2 separate regions of the Sus scrofa genome follow, and region 2 is linked to region 1. A link is a contact called in public Hi-C data. All regions are on one chromosome and are shown on one strand. Each heading gives the region's core, a stretch centred on a gene start, on an enhancer-like site or on the middle of the called end of the contact. The rest is flanking DNA. Distances are from core to core; before and after follow the strand shown.

The links. Hi-C and Micro-C count contacts between places; a contact is called where the count stands out from the background.
Region 2: a contact with region 1 is called in a Hi-C map of embryonic fibroblasts, with 3 times the contacts expected there. The contact joins two enhancer-like sites. A contact is called at or near these places in 1 of 47 Hi-C or Micro-C datasets (embryonic fibroblasts) and 1 of 2 datasets of contacts at active chromatin or transcription factors (skeletal muscle).

Annotation. Positions count from the first base shown.
Region 1 is chr11:1,818,059-1,823,582 of Sscrofa11.1, reverse strand. LOC110255791 (a long non-coding RNA gene) reads right to left here. Exons shown (of 3, transcript XR_002336604.1): 2 at 2,974-3,123. Among named protein-coding and RNA genes, the nearest start is that of FGF9, 270 kb to the right of the region's middle. Within about 2 kb of position 2,357, at least 14 of the 83 cell types and tissues checked have an H3K27ac peak or open chromatin away from gene starts, as enhancers often do. A contact at or near this core is called in embryonic fibroblasts, where this site is marked.
Region 2 is chr11:2,222,888-2,228,411 of Sscrofa11.1, reverse strand. All of the region lies in intron 2 of LOC110255792 (a long non-coding RNA gene), which reads left to right. Among named protein-coding and RNA genes, the nearest start is that of SGCG, 85 kb to the left of the region's middle. Within about 2 kb of position 3,036, at least 7 of the 83 cell types and tissues checked have an H3K27ac peak or open chromatin away from gene starts, as enhancers often do. A contact at or near this core is called in embryonic fibroblasts, where this site is marked.

The DNA of each region.
Region 1 (5,524 bases), core at 1,108-3,607:
GCCTCAGCTCCACCACCACCACTTCTGCTGAGGCGCAGCCACGGGCTTGCGGACCTCAGACGCAAGGCTCCCGACCCCTGGGTGACCTCGCAAGGGACTGACTCTCTGAGCCAGCTTCCTGGGGAGGGGGCTTTCCTTGTTCGTCAGCCAGAGAACCCCAAACCCCAGGTGGAGAAGCGTGATGGGCCTCAGGAGGCTCGGGCGGATGGGTGGGACCTGTTGGCAATTTCCCAGGGCTGGTGAAGAATTCGCCTCCAGAGTCAGACCAGCAGCAACCCAGAAGCCGGGGACAAAGCAGGCCTCACGTGGCGGCAGCTGCGGTCAGTTTCGGCGCAATTCACTTTCAGGAAATCTTTCAGCCTGGAGGGTCTCCGAAGAGTCAGGATTGGAGGCCCAGGTTGGACAGGCCACTGCGCTTCGGGAACGCGGGACAAATGGCTGGAAATTCTGCAGCGGGAAAGGTCTTGTCAGGCAGGCGGGGCCTGCGGTGCGGGGACACAGAGCGGGACAGTCGGGGCAGCTGGAGACGCCTGCGCCACTTGCCTCCCGCGTCATGGGAGGTGGCCTGATGCAGTCAAACCGCGTGCCCCAGATGCCCAGCCACCCAGGGCACCTCATGCAGGACTCCGCTCCACGCCGCCCGGGGCACGGACCCCGCTCTCTGCTAACGTCTGCGCCCCCCCAGGCTGTGGGCTCTCGGGACTGGCTGGTCTTTTCTGCAGGGGGCGACCGGGGCCTGGCGCTGTGCTCAGAAAGGAGCCTTGAACTGACCCAGCAGACACGCTGACCAGCCATCCGCTCCCTGCAGGTGTCTGCTACGCACCCTCCCACAAACAGAGGCCCTGCTGCGTACAAGGAGCTACCCCCGTGACATGAGAAAAACCCACCTCGGGAAAACCTGTTTGAAAGGCGGGAGCGCTCGCCTGGCATACTGTAAGCACGACCACTTCCTCAAGAGCTGTGTCGTTCTAAGCCGGCCCTCGGAGAGGGGCCTCCGCTTTAGCCGGCCTGACACTTCCCGGGGAAACCCCAACGACACCAGTAATAGTAACGAGTCTGCAGAGGGTCCCTCCAGCTCTGTTAGAGAAACCCGGGGCAGACCTCGCACCTGCTGGTCGAAGGCGGAGGCTTCGCAGGCGCTCTAGGAAACCCGCGGCAGGTTCCCCGCAAGGAGAACCCTGCGCCTGGTCCTCTGAGCCTGCTCGTGCTAATTTCTACACGTTTTTCCGGCTGACAGCAGCCCTGGCCTCAGGACGTCTCTGGGGGGCGCTTCCCAAGGCCTTCATCCAGAGCAGCACCTGGACGGGGCAGTCGCCTCACGGGCTGCCGAAGGGGGGCCGCGGGACCCTTGGCATCCTTGAACTGCAACTGTTTTCTGTCACCGTAAAGAGAGAGCTTATCACTTTTTCCAGCAAACCACCCCTCCGTCTCCTGCACAGACGATTACGAAATTGCCAAAGACCACACACTTGGCTTTCTCTGTTTTCACAGTTTTAACGGCATCATCAGAAGGCAGAGGAGCCCGCGAGGAGGGCTTCTCTCCAGCACAGCGTCTGAAGTGGAATTCCATCCGTAGGATGCCATTCTCTGCTGGCCCCTCTCCACAAGCTCCATCTTCTTGTTAAGTGTTTATCATCTCGCTTAAAGAAAAAGGAGAAAAAAAACCCCCAACTGCGTCCAACTGGGAAAGAGCCGTGCTGCCCGTACAGTCATGCTGTCGAATATTCTGGAAATGAACTTGAACGCCCCCAAATTTAGCTCATAATATGAAAGTTCAATTTATGGTAACATTTATCTCCACGTTAATAAGGAATTTGCAAACAAAGATGCTTATCCAGGTCTTTGAAGCTGTGTGCCATGAATCAATCCAGCTATGTACTACTGATACAAGGCAGTTGGTTTTAGCAGAGTTGGCCCAACGTAAGATGTTTCTTTTTTATGTGAAATTATGTTGAGAGAATTTTGAAATGCACACCATCTGAGTCACAGGCACTGGCTTGGAAGCAGGAATTTAGCACAAACATTTTTTAGCGGCAGATCCATGATGTAGAGTTTGTTTTCAAGGGAGAATAAAGTAAGTGTTTCGCTTCCCAAACCGGCCTGACCCACGGCGGGGAGGAGTGACGTGTTGCCGGGCCCTAAGCGTAGGGAGGCCAGGGGGCCTCCTGGGTCGAGTCCTCTGTGGCTGCCGTGCCACCTCCCTCACCCGCCCAGCCCACCCTCTGCCCCTGACCTGCCACCTCCAGGCCGGCAGCCTCCCGCACGGCTCAGCCTCCCGTCCTGGCCTCGCCCTCCCACAAGCGTCCAGGGCGTCATCCACGAGAAGCCCTGAGAGTGTCTGTTCATCTCCAAGGAGCCCCAGTGCCCTGGAATCGAGTGCCCACCACGCAGCATCTCAACGCCTCCGGCGCCCTCCTCATCCTCATCCCGCGACCCTCCCTGCCAGGCGACTTTCCAAACCCGACTCCCACTTCCAGGCTTAATGCTTTACACCATGGGACACCGTCCCCAGCTCTCTGCCTGCCGTTTGCCACTTCTCCCCGGTTCTGGTCCCCGCCGAGGATCCGTGGCCATAACTTGGAATTTATGATCAGTTTTTATTAGCCTGGAACTGTCTACATGCAGCTTGGTCTCCCTCGTAGACAGCCTTGGGTGGGGTCATTTGCCTCTGACCTTCCCCAGAAAGCCGGTCACAGAGGGTCCCTCGGTAAGCAGTCACGGACGGGGACACGCCCTTCAAACCTGGGGGCCGTCCTGGCTGAGGGAAGGACAGTCGTGCAGCCAGTCTCCGAAACACTGTCTCCCGGGCACTGACTTGCACTGGACCTTCAGACGTGCTGCTCTCATCTCATCACTTGTTTGTCCGGAGGGAGGGAGCCCAAGGGGACAGACTGAGGGCGTCTGAGAGCAGCGTGGCCGGCGTGCACCAGAGAGCTGGTTACTACAAATGAAGTTCAAGGCTTTCAGACTCACCCAAAACTGTGCTGGTTCTTCTGCGGCACAGCGACGCCTCTCTATCGAAACCGGCTCCTGGGAGGTTCTGGCAGCCGGCTTGGTGCAGGGCCGGCTTGGTGCAGGGCTGGGTCAGCATTTGGGAAGCCTTCGTAGGTTCCAATCCCGAGTCTGCAAGCAGAGTTTAGGAGAAGGTGGTCAAACGCTGATTCCCCACCATCTCCTCTGTGAGCCTGGGAATATTAAACCCCAGCGCCGTGAGGGGATGGCCTGGGCCCTGGGGTGGCTTGTCCCCTGGGCCTGGGAAGGTAGCGTCACTTCTCCTTCGGGGGGCTCAGCCACTTCAGTACCCGCCCTCCTGGGGGCGCTTTAGGCTGGATGGCAGCCCCGAACCCCAGGTTGGAATGCAACCTGACATGCGCATGCCGGGCAGGGCGGGGGGTGGCGAGGTAGACTCTGCAAACAGGAGGCAGGCTTGGCGCTCGGCCTGCAGAGACCTTTGCGAGGGGCGGACACCCGAGGGTGTGAGAGGAACGAGCTGTGCATCCCTCACTGTAGACATCAGTCTATTACTCTGGAAACCTAGAAAAGTCCGTTAAATGCTGCAACCTGGTCCAAGCTGTGTAGGAGGAGACGAAGAGGAAGGGCCTGTGTGAGCCTGGACCAAGGCGGAGGAGGAGGGACCAGAGTCATGCCGCCCACGCCCAGAGGGGAGGCAGATCACGGCAGGAAAGGGCTGAAACGACGCGGTTTCGGCCACAAAAAAAGAGGCTTTTACATCCACCGCTAAAGTCAGCTGACCAGTCTTCATACACAAACAGGTGCTGCAAATGCCTGCCGATGCCACTGCCTAGAATCTGAGCCCACTGACGACAGTGAGGTACGGGGCTGCTGTGACAGTGACACCCGGAGATAAAGGCCTGAAGGGGGTGGCAGGAGCCCCCAGGCGGGCAGTCCCGCCAACAGGGCCAGCGCCAAGACGGCCTGTTGAACACAGAAAGAGCCGGGGCCTGGGTGTCCTCACCGCGACCTTGGCACGAGCCTGCCCGCCTTCCGCCACGCAGTCAGGTACCGCGGAGCCCCAGACGCCTGGCGCCCCATCTCTGCGCGTCCCCGGCGTCCTGGTCAGCGGGGGTGCACCCCCACCAGACTGGGGGTCATCAGTGGGCTGAGCTCAGCCAAAGACATGCCGCCTAGGCACATCACGGGGCGGGGGGAGCAGGCCGGCGGGAGACCAGACCACGGGAGGTCCCCAACTGCCAGACCCAAGGCCGATCGGTGACGGAGCCCAGCCCCGCAGCGCCCGAGGGCTTAGAAGCGCTTTTCACCTGTTAAAAAGGAGGCTGGCACAGCTCCCAGCCCACAAGCCGCTCGGCAGAACCACGCAGGAGAGAGGGAGGAGAGCATCGTGTCCGACACGACGGCAGGGGAAGTGGAACAAGTCAGAAAGGCATTGCCTTCGCTGGAACCTGACCGGAAAACCAGGATTGACACCCCACAGCCTTCAGGGAAAGTGCCAAGAGCTCCGCGAAGACCTCACCACTTCAGGCCTTGGGGACTGAGGACTGGGGGGGCCGCACAACCCTCGACCCGTCCGTGGCGTAAAACTACAGGAAAATTATTGTGACTCCCCGTGAACGACGTCGAGCCTAATTCCTGAACTGCTGGCTCGGAGTCCTCCTGGAGGAAAAGAGGCAAAGTCTATCATCATCTATGAAGGCCGCGGTAAATCCATAGACACCTGGGAGCCAGTGGAAAGCCCTCCGAGACTCCGAAGAAGGTGGTGCAGAAGAAAGGGAAGGGGACCATCCCCTCCGCGCCCCCACCAGTCACCCGAGCACTCGCCGCGGTTCTCTGCACAGAGCGGAGCAGCTGCTGTCCAGCCGGCGGATGTAAGCGGGAGCGGGTGATGGCGACCCCCCCTCCCCCCGCCAGGAGCCCATCAGGGAGCAAAGCACAAAGGTGAAAATGAGAAAAGATGGGGTGAGCAGGTGTTGAAATAGCCACACAAGATTTCCAGTGTTCCGAGATCACTGCCGGGAGAGCGTCGGAATTGTTGGGAGGGTTTTCACCTTTGCCCAAAGTGACCTCCAACTCTAAACTCGTACTTTCATGACCGTGATTTTTGGGGGAAACAAAAGACCCCATTGTTCCTCCCCCTGCGAACCCTCATTCAAGTCCCAGGGCACACTGAGCGCCTTTCGCTGTTCTTTGGTTTCCAGCACAAAACTCTGGGGCGTCTTCTTCATTGACGGCCAAATGTTTATAAGCCTACCTTTCTGGACAGGTACTTTTTATATGAAATGCCATTGATAGATTTAATTATGTTAAACTTTCTTAACAAAACAGTCCCACTGGCATTGTAAAATACATTGAGTTTGATGTGTTGGCTGAAAACACTTTCATCTGGCCAAGGCCACGTAGTCTGAAGCCTCCAAGAGTCAATTACAGTGTTACCTGAGATGAAGCGGAGAGACACGTGCAGCGCTCGGGACGACACGCCATGCGACACGCTCCGTCTGCAGGTGTGACATCGGACTCTGTCGGCCTGGCATTGTTTCAACACAGCCAA
Region 2 (5,524 bases), core at 1,787-4,286, 400 kb before region 1:
GTGGTCGGGGAGCTTGGGGTGAGTAGATGCAAACTGTTGCCTTGGGAATGGATGAGCAATGAGATCCTGCTGTGTAGCACTGGGAACTCTGTCTAGTCACTTAGGTTGGAGCAGGATAACGTGCGAAAATAGAATGTGTACAGGTGTAACGGGGTCACCATGCTGTACAGCAGAAAAAAAAGGCATTGGGGAAATGACCATTAAAAAATAATAATAATTAAAAAAAAGAAAAAAAAGTTGGTGATCAAATGATGACTTCAGAGGAGATGAAAACTCATTCGAATGCAGTCCTGTCTGGAAGTTGTTGGGCTCATTGAGGCAGCGGGAGAGACCCTGAGAGCAGGTGACGGGTGGTTATGAAGAGCCCGGCCCTCCTGCGAGAGGCCGTGGGGGTCGAGAGTTAACCTTGGTTCAAGAGAGACATGTGAAGGCCTGGGCACAGAGGGTCCAGACGCCTTTGCAAGGAAACCAGCACACACTCAGCCTTCTCAGCCACCTGCCCATCACGCTGTTCATGCCAGAAGTGAATCCGGGGGTATCATCTCTGTCTGGGGTTGGATGGCACAGAATGTGGATCCGGGGACATTTCTGATGGAAAAGTCAGCAGTTGTCATGGGATTCTGCGGCAGTTATTGATTGCTTATGGATTGAAATTCTGCCACTGGAAAGCACTAGCATCTCTGGGTGATGGTTTGAGTGCAGCAAAGGGTGGCCGCACACAGGGTCCGGCTGAGTCAGCCACTGTGCCCATGCCACCCACTGGGCATGGCCTCTTGCGACAACGCCTCTTGCTGGAACATGGAAGGGCCTGCGCTCGCCGTACCTCTGGGCGGCGGGGCTGAGCACAAGAGGGTGAGGGCACATCCTGGACGCGTCATGCATCATCACGGAAAAAGCATAAGTCTCAACGTTGGAATAAAATGGGACAAATCTCCCCAAAGTGGATTTGAAGGTCGGCTTCGCTGGGACTTAATTCAGGACCTGGGACTTGCAGCCTCCTGTCTTCACCTTTGCAGGTGAAGACGCCTTTCCATGTCTTAAATGATCATACGGACCCTGCAGGGTCGCGAAGATGGAATGAGACACGGTGGGAAGCCCAGCCGACTTCTGGCAGGTGCTCCACGTCGGCCTGCTCTTGGGCGATGAACCGTGCAGACATGAACTGGGGACGCTTTCTGCGCCGTCCTCGGGGCCGGATTCGTAGCTCCTGCAGTCAGCTCGTGAGGAGGAGATGGGACTCTTAGTGTAAGAAATTCTCACCTTGCTGTGCCCAGAGTTTGACGCAGACAAGGCGTGACCCTCCTTCTGCGGTTGCAGGTACATCCTGGAGCGGCACCTGTACACGCCCTGCCTTCCCCAACGCTGGGGCCAAGGATGTGTTACCTCGAGGTATGAACTTCAGACTTGCTTTTGTAGAGAGCCTCATCCTCGGGGGAGCCCCACAGTCACCGACTGGGTTCCAGTCACTCCTGGACGCGGGATCCCGGGCCTCCAGGTCCGGGTTTCTCCACGCAGAGGAGGGTGAGCCTAACAGCACTTGCCGCGCACGGGTCTTGCCGGGCACTAAACGTGTCTGCGCACACAGAGCCGACGAGGACGGGCGGCGGTGAGTGCTCCGTGGCAGGCAGGGGTCATTGTCTCCTTATTGGCAAGTCGCCCCGAGGATGTGAGCTACTTAAGGATGCGGTAGCTGTACCTCCAACACAATCGGATGGGCCCCCCACCCTGCAGACACCACCTTGGTGCCAGGGTCAAGGAGAGCCACCGTCACCTGCCAGCTCCCTGTTGGCAATAGTCAGTGCCCTGCAGGGGCGAAGCCGTGAAAAAGTCCTGCTATCCGGAGTGTCGTCATGGTTCCCCGATGGCATCTCCTGGGATGGGGGCAAATGCTGCCTGAGTTGGTGTCCTCCCATCTGCCCAAGGAAGGAAGCCCAACCTCGCCTCCAGAGAGGCGTGGCACGAGCTGTGGTCTGCAATCCATAGATAGAATTGGGGAGCACCACCCGTCGGGCTGGGGGCATCTGGTTACCAATAGTCGGTAACACAGTTTACACTTGGCGGGTTTAGGAACTCATCTGGTGAAGCAGGATTGGAAGCAGATCTGCTTAAATGGCTCGACCCCTTCAGAACCATCTTGGGTGATGCTGTTGGTTTCGGCAGCCCCCCCGGCGTTGCAGGTACCTCGCGGCTTCCGGGAACTGCCTTGCTTGGTGTCTGTGAGCAGACGTGCTGTGTCTTCCTGGGGTCAGTGGGTGAGCTCAGGGCAGGTACTCGAGTCCCATCGCAGTGCTAGTAGCTTAGACCGGAGACCCCAGAAGACATGGGAACTCAGGTCTGGGAGCCTGGACGGGCCCTCCCTGCCTCCGCTCTTTCTACCTTTGTTTTCCTTCTCCTGTGATGGGCAGGCGAACCCCTCGCAAGCTGTCCGTCCCCCTCTTTTCATTAATCAGGTCAGCTTCGGATAATTTATTAATTTTAATTTTTTTCAGGTACACTGGTTTTCTCCAACTTGAGGGCACAGGCCAAAGAGCGGGAGGAGATGAGAAAGTGAAATTGAAGAAATAATCTCATTGTTAAACTCTTCTTAGATTTAGAAAGAGGTGACCGTTTGTCTATCTTTCGATATTTTTGGAAATGATGGGATGATGTGTGTGGAACAAGACCGCTGCATAAAATAGATACTGGGTAGAACGAAACAAACCATGAACTTTCAATCCAACCTGGTAAACTGTAAAATAATATTGCAGAGTATTCTGCAGAAAAAAATTTGGTTTAAAATTCAGAGTTAGTTTATCTTGACATTGGTTTTCCGGGGGAGGGTGTGTGTGTGTGAACCTCCGGTCTTCTTATAACCTCTTAAACTTACAACAAAACCAAGGGACACATTAGTTCTTCCTAAAAGCTGTTTCTTCTTACTATCTTTCAAAATTCTTATTTTTTATCTTTGGCCATGAGACATTCAATGCACCATGAGTAAGTATTTGAAAATATTTGGCAAGTTTCTTTTCCCTTTGAGTATAACCTGTCAGTTCTCACAGGGCCGTGTGGTGGAGCTGGTGGACAAAGTTTGAGGCATTGTTGTCACTGTTTGCTGGTTGCTATGGTTGCAGGTTTCTTTTCTTTTTTTTTTTTTTTACCACATTTATGACCATGTTCGTCTGATAAGTTTCCTGTGAAAGTTACTGTTTGCTTTTGTATCTCGATTTGAAGGTCCTAATACATAGTCTCAGAAACTTTGTTCTTAAAGAGTTGCAAAAATAAATAGTAAATCTTTATAAATTCTTCTTATTTATGAAGATAAATAATAGCCAGATGATTTCCCAGTCGAGATGGCAGGCAAGCTGTGGAACCCTGAATTTACCCAGAAACTTCCGTTGCTGTGCAGGTGTTTGTACAGAGGATGGATGGGGCGTGTAAAGGCCTCACACAGTATCATATGCTTTCAGAGAACGTATGTGCTTAGAGTTTAGACACTTGGAGAAAAATTACTTACGTGTTTATTGCTTTCGCTGACTTGTGCCTCAAAGAAAATAATTAATATTATTCTAAAACCAGTGTGTTAATACTTCGAAGTCAAGAAACATGTCTTCAGCTAGTCTTTGGAGCAGGGCTGTGGAGACGTGTTCATCTTCGTTCATGATCATTTTTATTGCACTCATACAGCGATGAGAAAAGAATAAATGCCCATGTAATGGACAGAATTCTACTAGGTTGTGTGAGACTATAAACACGAATAAAATAATTTTATTTTATACCTAGAGCTTATCATCGATTTAAAAAAAAAAACCTTGCAAAGTTATGAAAAAGCTAAATTAAGTTGCAAATTAAAATATTATCCAGAATAGAATTAAAGACCTGTCACAGGAAAATAGACATTTAGGAACCAAATAAATTTTAAGAACATGATGTGGGGTGTGAAGAGGAATTTGTGTTATGCACGAAGAGTGAGAGGCCTCAGACGCCAAATAAACAGCCACCTGGGACTTTTGGTTATAAAAGAGAAGAAAAAAAATCCTTATGTTTAAAAAAAATGCTTAACTGAATAATATCATGCATTGAGTTGCTGAAAGCCAAAGGCTACACAAAATATTTAGACGCATCTAAGTAAGATACGGTAGGCTTGAGTATATTGGGGTTCTCCCAAAACACTTAAAAATATAAAGACAGGGAGCTCCTGTTGTGGTTTAGGGGGCTGAGACGCTGACTAGCATCCATGAGGACGCAGGTTTGATCCCTGGCCCCGCTCAGTGGGTTAAGGATCCAGTGCTGCCACAAGTTGTGACTACATCTCCGATGTGGCTCGGATCCTGCATTGCTGTGGCTGTGGTATAAGGCAGCAGCTGCAGCTCCGATTTGATCCCTAGTCTGGGACCTTCCATGTGCCGAGGGTGCTGCCCTAAAAACACAAAAAAATTCAAAAATGAAGCTGAGGGTGTCGTTAATAAGAGGATAAACAGATGTGGGGCGAAAGAGGAGGAGTTTGGTTTAAAACAGGTATAATTGTGTTCAGCCAAAAGACGACTTAAGGAACACGTGGGCTGTTGCATTGCCCCAAAAGGTTTAACAAGCAGCGATTCAGCATCAGTCACACAGCAGGAGTGTCCCCCACAGTGAGGCTTCCAAAAAGGGTCAGCTTACCATCACAGAGGGACGAGAGACGCGCAAAACACGACCACGAGGAGCACGAGGAGTGTTTTAATCGATGCTGAACCTTTTCAATATGAGCATCTGAAAAGGTGTGGCTAATTCTGACCAGGAACAGGGACCCAGCGCACGTGTGGGGCAGGAACAGGTTATCAACACCCACTCTTGTAAGCACGAGCCAAGGGAGGCTTCCTCCAGGAGGTGAGCTTCGAGTCTCAAAAACCACAAGGTGGGTGGGTAAGAGGACGAAAATCCCAGTTAAAAGGAATAACCTCGCGCAGACGGGTGATGAGTTCAACGCTGGGGAAAGGCCCAGCACACGCTGCTCGAGGACCACGGATTGAGGATGAGAAGCTCCGGGAGTTCCTCCAGTGACGGGGCTGAGGCCACAGATCCTGGTAACGCTTTTATTCCACTGAACACAAACCTGGCAATCCCATCACGGAGCAGGGTTACGGGGCACCATTTAAATGCAGTTTCCATCGTGCTGCATCACACGCTTCACAAATGAGAACGCGAAGCTCTTTGTCAGCGCGCGTGTGACACATGATTCGTAAGAAGGTGGAGGCCCTCTTAGGTGTGAGCTCAGAGTTAGTCTGAAAAAGCCTAAGAGTTTCCAAGGGTGAAAAGCAGATCCCACAAAAAGAATGAGCTACTAGATTGGCACTGGCTTTCTCTCCAGCAGCGCCTCGAGCTAGGAGACAGTGGAACAAAACCTTTAAAATGCTCCGGGAATTGAGAATTTCATACCTAGCCAACGATAAATCAGGAACCACTACAATAAAGACATTTTCAGACATGCAAGTTCTCAAAAAAAGTCATGACCTGCCAAGTGCCGTTGCTCAGGGCGCTCTGGCAGGTGTCTTCCCTGCAACGGAAA